2 separate regions of the Danio rerio genome follow, and region 2 is linked to region 1. Evidence: chromatin contacts called from public Hi-C data. All regions are on one chromosome and are shown on one strand. Each heading gives the region's core, a stretch centred on a gene start, on an enhancer-like site or on the middle of the called end of the contact. The rest is flanking DNA. Distances are from core to core; before and after follow the strand shown. Region 1 has its middle 3.8 kb from the start of mecom. Region 2 overlaps nyap2a (neuronal tyrosine-phosphorylated phosphoinositide-3-kinase adaptor 2a).

Region 1 (3,527 bases), core at 376-2,875:
TAAGTTAACTGTTTTTGCAAAATTTAAGTTGATTGAACAAAAACTCTTTTTTTATGTGATATATGTGATGACATTTAATGTGTTTGTGTTGCATGTTTTTTTTCTGCGATGTGTGTAATGTGAACGCTGATGTGTCTGTGTGGTGAAGCCAAAGATAAATTTCCACTTTTGGACAATAAAGTAAAGTAAAAGTTGTCAAAAAACGCTCAAAATTGTGCTGATTAAGCTCATTTAAAAAAAGTAGTTTTGAACAACCAGCCAGATTATTTGTTTTGAGTGCAACTTTATACATGAGGTTGAACTCAAGTTAGTATACTAAGTGTTGAACGATTTTGACAAGTAAATTAAGTATATGTCTCAACTGCATTTTCTTTGCATAAAAACACACGCAACCGGGAATTGCCGCACATAGCAACTGTCTATTTTACTGGAAAAGGAGATAAATAATTCTGTTCGACTGTCCGAATTGATTAGTTGTCAGGAATCTTCACGCTGGAGCCCGTGGGAATGGATGAGCATGGTGTTTATGTGCTTTAGGATAAACGGCTGCCTATAAAGCTGGCGAGGCCATAAATACGTCCACAGATTGTCTTGAGAGCGCATCGTAATCCTTGTTGATAGTCAGTTGCCGGGAAGAGTAGCTGCAAGCAGACCATTCTCCTCCAATAGATGTCAATCAAAGGAAGGCCGGTCAATGAGGCAACAGTTGGCATTACTCACGCAGGTCCCTTTCACTTCTGATAGTGAGCGTACAGATGGGCACAGATCGTATAATTATGAATCAATTCAAAGTCTTAAATTAGGAAAAATGTTTGATATGATGCACAATGCCCGTTTTTGTCACTAGATGGCAGTAAATGTTCATTAATAAACCGTGTTTAAAACTCACGCATTGCATAACGGGGAAAATGCGCCTCGTTAATGCTGTGGGAAATATTTAGTGTGGAAACACCAACATTGGGTCAAATATTAACAAACCCAACGTTTGCTTTTTTACATTAAGTTTTATTTAATTTTTTTAATCCAACTGTTGGGGTTGTTCATATTTAACTCAGATGTTAATACAATTCAGCATTTAGGGTGCACGCGTTTGATGCACTTAAATCTAACCTAATATTATTAAGAATAGGCTATTCATTGTTGATTGCACAATATATTGAATTATTTGTATTTGTTTCAATTTTTGTTCCTTTGTTGTGTCTATTAGGATTTACTAATTATAATGGTGCTCCTTGGTAGTTGTTTTAGTTTCTTTGTAATTAATTATTTTGTCGGGTTATATAATAGTATTAATTGTTTTTACAAAACATGTTAGTATATGTTCTGTTTGCATGCTTATTATGTAGGATATCATTTCAGAAAATCGGAATATAAATCTAAAATGTTGCTCCCATTGTGATCACCAGGCTACTTCATCAATTTATTATAATTTATATCAATACAAAAATATTTCAAAGTGATTTTAGCTAAATAACATACATTCGGATATATTTTTTTCTTTGTTACTCGGTTATATAATCGTTGAAACTGCCTTTTCCCTCCATTGACTACAAGAGGCAAACGTAGAGTCCTGCGCTCGAGCTCGTGCAGCCTGCAGTTTTTCCGCGAGCGCGCGCTCGGTGAGGGCATAAAACTCAATCTTGGCTGTGCTGCGAGCACTTCAATTACTAAATACCCTTTCACTCAAAGCACGCGATACACAACATATGAATGATTCTGATTTATTTATAGGATAGCGATGGATTTTTATGACTGACGAACAGACATGCTAGATCAGCACAACGTCTTTCCCCAGAGAAGAGTTTAATGAGAGTTTTCACCATCAGCGTCTTGTGGCTTGGGTCTAGTTTTACTCCTAGCTTTTTTCAGTGCTTGTTTAAGTCATATCCAGTGTTTCTATGCTGTCTTTTGCGGCTTTGTAGACAACAATAGGATTGACTATCAAGAGATTTTGTTCTCTGCAAAATAAGATATGACAGGCTAGCCTAAATCATAATGGTGCTGATCTGATGTTCAAAAATAGCCATCTCAATTGGCATAATTAGAAGTTTGCTAATATCTTTCAGTTAGATCACCTTTCACCGTTATGCTATTTTCATAATAGTTGTTAACTGGGATACTTTTAAAACCATTTAGGCCTGACGTGATGTTATTAACGTTGTTTTTTTAAAGCCCTTTTTTCCACTTCCATTGATTTCACAGTAATCATACATTGTTGCTGTTGGACATAGAGCCCCACCGCAGATGTGTGAATACTGCTCGCCAAGCAAAGCCCCAACCTATATATTTTCTGCGGATTATTCGGCAGCTTGCAGGGGATCCACATTTGTAAAGGAATTTGAATAGGAATTTTTTATTGCAATATGTTGTGGTTTTTTCCTCTCGATCAACCCGAATTGTCTTTTGGCGCCCTTTACGCAAACCTTTTAAACAAATACATCATTTGTGATAGATTTGCTAAACTGTAAATGCAGAGTTCCATACAATTCATTCATGTTGTCCCAACACAAATCGATTAAGTTTACTTAACAAATGTAAGTAGGTTGAACAGAAAACAATTAAATTCTCAAAAACAAAACCTCAAGAATTATGTTGTTTCAGCTCATTTAGAATAAGTAGTTAGAGCAAACAGCAAGCTATTTTCTGTGTAATGTGATAAATAATGACGTTGTTTATTTTGTCAATAATTATATTTTACCGAACTTAAGTAACGCTACTGTTTCTATTGCAAGCGTTCATTAAATTTAAAGTGTGTAATTATTACCTTATAATTTAACTTTTGTGAAATCTGAAGTTATTAAAAACACTTTTAAGAAATACTGATTAAGACAGCTCAACCAGCGCACAGATGTGCCAACCAGCGGCTGTAAAGTTAAAAATGCATATGTAATAAAATACGAATTGCATGCACAGTGTTTGCTGCAGCCTGGTCTACCCCCTCTCTCTGCCGTGAAGCCTGTGGTTACGGAATGTTTCCGCTTGTTTGAAGCGGAGAGGCTGGGCAGAGGGAGTCGTTGGCAAAGTCTCCACGGATGAAGAATGCGCCCGTGTTCATTCGGTCTCCCGTTACGCGCACCTCCTCATAGGGGCACTGCTCGCCGGGGCACCGCTGCTTTTTCTGCCTTGTGCAGCCTGCTCCTATTTTTTTCCCTGCGTAATGTTTTCTGCCAAACCAACAAGCATTATGACTTTGCCGAGTTAAATAGTACCGATAAGTGATGCCAATATAATTATATTAATTAAATGACCGGCGTGAATCGGTTTTTACGGTCGTAAAAACTGTATTAAAATAATTCTTACCCTTGCTCAGCACATTTTTCTCTGCATCATTTTTCTTTCCTTTTCACCCTTGTTTATTATTTTGAGTATTGATGTAAAACTTTGCAATATGATTTATTATTATTATTTAATCATTATTATTATTATTCATTATTATTATTACTAATAAAAAAATAATTACAATTCTGTCTGTATTTTTCTTAAATAACGGTGCTTTGGTATCTTTTTGAGTGAAATAATAATATCCA
Region 2 (3,537 bases), core at 397-2,896, 110 kb before region 1:
CAATGCCTGAGAATGGGAAATTGTTTAACTGGGTTGTAAAATTGTGAGGACTCTTTTCACATTATTTCGCAGTGTTGGGTTGCAGCTGGAAAGGCATCCGCTGCATAATACATATGATGGATAAGTTGGCGGTTCAATTCGCTGTGGCGACCCCAGGTTAATAAAGGTACTGACCCGAAAAGAAAATGAATGAATGAATGTTTTCACATTAGCAGTTTATGATAAAAGTGTTTTGGAGTGTCTTAAGTGATGGAAACAGATTAATTTCATGATGCTTATATATGTATAAAATAGAACTTGCCAATTATTTATTATTTATTTGTTTATTTATTTATGCATTTATTTTCTTATTTATGCAGTTGTTATTGTTATAATATGGTAACAGAATTTTTATTATATATTTGTATTAATTTATTACATATTTGATTAAATAATAATATTTGTTATTAAAATGATGATTATGAAATACTTAATATTTTATTTATTTGTGCATTTATTTAGTTATACATTTATTTATTTATTTTTGCATTTATTTATGCATTTATTTATTTATGCATTTATTATTGTTATAATATGTTAACAGAATTTTTATTATTATGATTATGAAATACTTAACATTTTATTTATTTGTGCATTTGTTTGCATTTATTTAGTTATGTATTTATTTATTAATTAATGTTTTTGCGTTTATTTATTTATTTATTTATGCATTTATTATTGTTTAATACTGTAGCATAATTTTTATTATATATTTGTATTATTTATTACTTGTTTGGCTAATTAATAATAAATAAGTATTAAATGATGATTATGAAATAACATTTTATTTATGCATTTATTTCGTTATGCATTTTTTATTAATTTATTTTTGCATTTATTTATTTATGTATTTGTTATTGTTATAATATGGTAACATAATTTTTATTATATATTTGTATTAATGTATTACATATTTGTTTAAATAATAAATAATAATTATTAAAATAATTATTATGAAATACTTAACATTTTATTTCTTTGTGAATTTATGTACACATTTATTTAGTTATGCATTTATTTATTTATTTTATTTATGCATTTAATATTGTTATAACACTGTAACAGAATTTTTATCATATATTTGTATTAATTTATTACATATTTGGTTAAATAATAATTATTATGATGATAATGAAATACTTAACATTTTAGTATGAATTAGTAAGATTGTTAAATCTTAAATATATATTATCATTTTATATTTGATTAAATATTCATTAATATATACATTTAAATTATCATAAAGTTCTTTATTACTATTATAGTGTGACACATACATTTTTATTAATAAAAGTTTGATTAAATAACTACCATGTTTATTATTATTTTTATTGTCAAATAATTGTAAAATGACGATGAAATACTTCACGGTTTAATAGTAATTGGAATTTTTTGTGATACAGACTTTGTTTAATGTTTATGTTTTCAGATTTTCTCACATTAATTAGATGCAGGCGGTTCATTCTGCTGTGGCGACTTCTGAAAATAAAGACTTAACCGAAGGAAATTGCATGAATGAATGAACGAATAATTGGATGTACCTCCGAGCATGGTGGTCGGGCTAATGGAGGAGCGGCCAAAGCGACTGGGCGTGGCTGTGGGCGTGGATGATTGTCCTGTGGGCGTTTCCCAATCCTGGGATTTCGGAGAAGAGCTGCGAAGGGCTCTGTCCCTACTGTCACTTCTACCTTTACTTTCTCCTGCAAAACAGAAAAAAAGAGGTAGAGATTTCAGCATTCAGTATGACTCAGCTCTCTGTTTTCATAAGAACGATTTAGCAGTTTCATGCGTGAGTGCTTTGATCTGTAATAATACTGCTGTGTAAATATATTAACGCTAGATGTCACTACTGAGCCAAAACCATATTCAGATTCCCCAAAATGAGCCTGTTTACAAGATTGCAAAGTTATAAAAAAAACACAAAAATAATTATTTTTTTTCCACAACAGTACTAAAAAAAAAACTGGTGGTGATACAAATCTCAATTAGAAGTTGCTAGAAAACGTCACAAATAAATACACATACAGTAGACTGAATTAAGCTTGAAATTCTGATGTAGAAAGATTTAGTATTTTATTTTAAAATACCCCAAGAATCTTTCAGCATTTAAATTGCAGTTATTAAATTACAATTATATATATGAATATTAATAATACATCTTATGTTATTATTACTAGTTACTAATTGCTAATTGTATTATTTATACACACCTAATAATCAGATTTCCCAAAATGAGCAGTATACAAGATTGTATTGTAATAGAAAATACAAAAATAATTGCAATTTTAATTTAATTTAATTTTATATCTAATCTGACCAGACAAAATGCATACATAACAAAACTGAAAAACTGGTGTAGAAACAAATTTCACTCAGATATTGTTAAAAACGTCACAAATTAATACAAACAACAGTCTGAATTAAGCTTGTAATTGTTGACAGAAAGATTAAGTAGTATTTTATTTTAAAACATAGTTCAATAATCTCTTAACGTTTAAATTGTAAGCTAATTGCAACTATTAAATTACAATTATACACTATGGGCAATTTAGCCTACCCAGTTCACCTGTACCGCATGTCTTTGGACTGTGGGGGAAACCGGAGCACCAGGAGGAAACCCACGCGAACGCAGGGAGAACATGCAAACTCCACACAGAAATGCCAACTGAGCCGAGGCTCAAACCAGCGACCCTGCGACTTTCTTGCCGCGAGGCGACAGCACTACCTACTGCGCCACTGCCTCGCCCACATTAGAATATGTGGATCAGAAATAACCAAATTAGATTTTTTTTTGCTGTTGTGGCAAGCAAAAAAAGGGCCATCAGAAAACATCCTTAATATTTAGCTGTGTTTAAGTCTAAAACTTCATTCATGATAGTCTTGAAGAGGTCTTTAAAAGTTCTAAATTTCACTTTAAACCTGCAGAAACCCTGTTGCAACGTAATGTTAAAAGTTGTAACATATACATTGGTTAACCAATAGATGGCGACAAACAACCATCAAAAAATGTCACTGAATAGTTCTTCAAAAATAATACATCTAGTAACGAAAAACAATGTTTTATGAGTGAATTATTGAACCATTAATTGAAAACGAGACTAAAAAATAAATGTACAAGATTATGTTTTAAGTTTTATACATTTAGCATTATCAGCAACAGTAGCAAGTGGTTTAAACCAAAAGTTTCTTGTAGTACTGTTTTTGTAATAAATGTAAAGCAAATGACATTTGTTCGCTCCTTTTTTTTGCTGATCCAAAAAGTGGTACAATCCATGACTCAGAAACCGTAGTATGATCCCTTACACCACCACTACTATATATGCTTAAACTTGACATTTCTTAGTTATGTTTATTCCTGCGTTCCTTTCATCTTTCACACAATCAACCCCTTTTTCCTTTGTATTTTTCCATTCCATCTCTCTTTTAATCTCTCTCTCCCTCACAGGGGATCCATTAGCAGTCACATTCATCACATCTTTCACTGGCTCTGAAGACATT

What was found. A called contact is a pair of places that touch in the nucleus more often than the background predicts.
Region 2: a Hi-C map of an unstated tissue shows a contact between it and region 1, with 2.1 times the contacts expected there. The contact joins two enhancer-like sites. A contact is called at or near these places in 6 of 18 Hi-C or Micro-C datasets (caudal fin, embryo, hematopoietic stem cells and 1 more).

Annotation. Positions count from the first base shown.
Region 1 is chr15:38,334,244-38,337,770 of GRCz12tu, reverse strand. No RefSeq gene overlaps it. Among named protein-coding and RNA genes, the nearest start is that of mecom, 3.8 kb to the right of the region's middle. Within about 2 kb of position 1,625, at least 3 of the 62 cell types and tissues checked have an H3K27ac peak or open chromatin away from gene starts, as enhancers often do.
Region 2 is chr15:38,448,265-38,451,801 of GRCz12tu, reverse strand. nyap2a (neuronal tyrosine-phosphorylated phosphoinositide-3-kinase adaptor 2a) reads right to left here. Exons shown (of 7, transcript XM_001340889.8): 5 at 1,581-1,739. Among named protein-coding and RNA genes, the nearest start is that of nyap2a, 69 kb to the right of the region's middle. Within about 2 kb of position 1,646, at least 8 of the 62 cell types and tissues checked have an H3K27ac peak or open chromatin away from gene starts, as enhancers often do.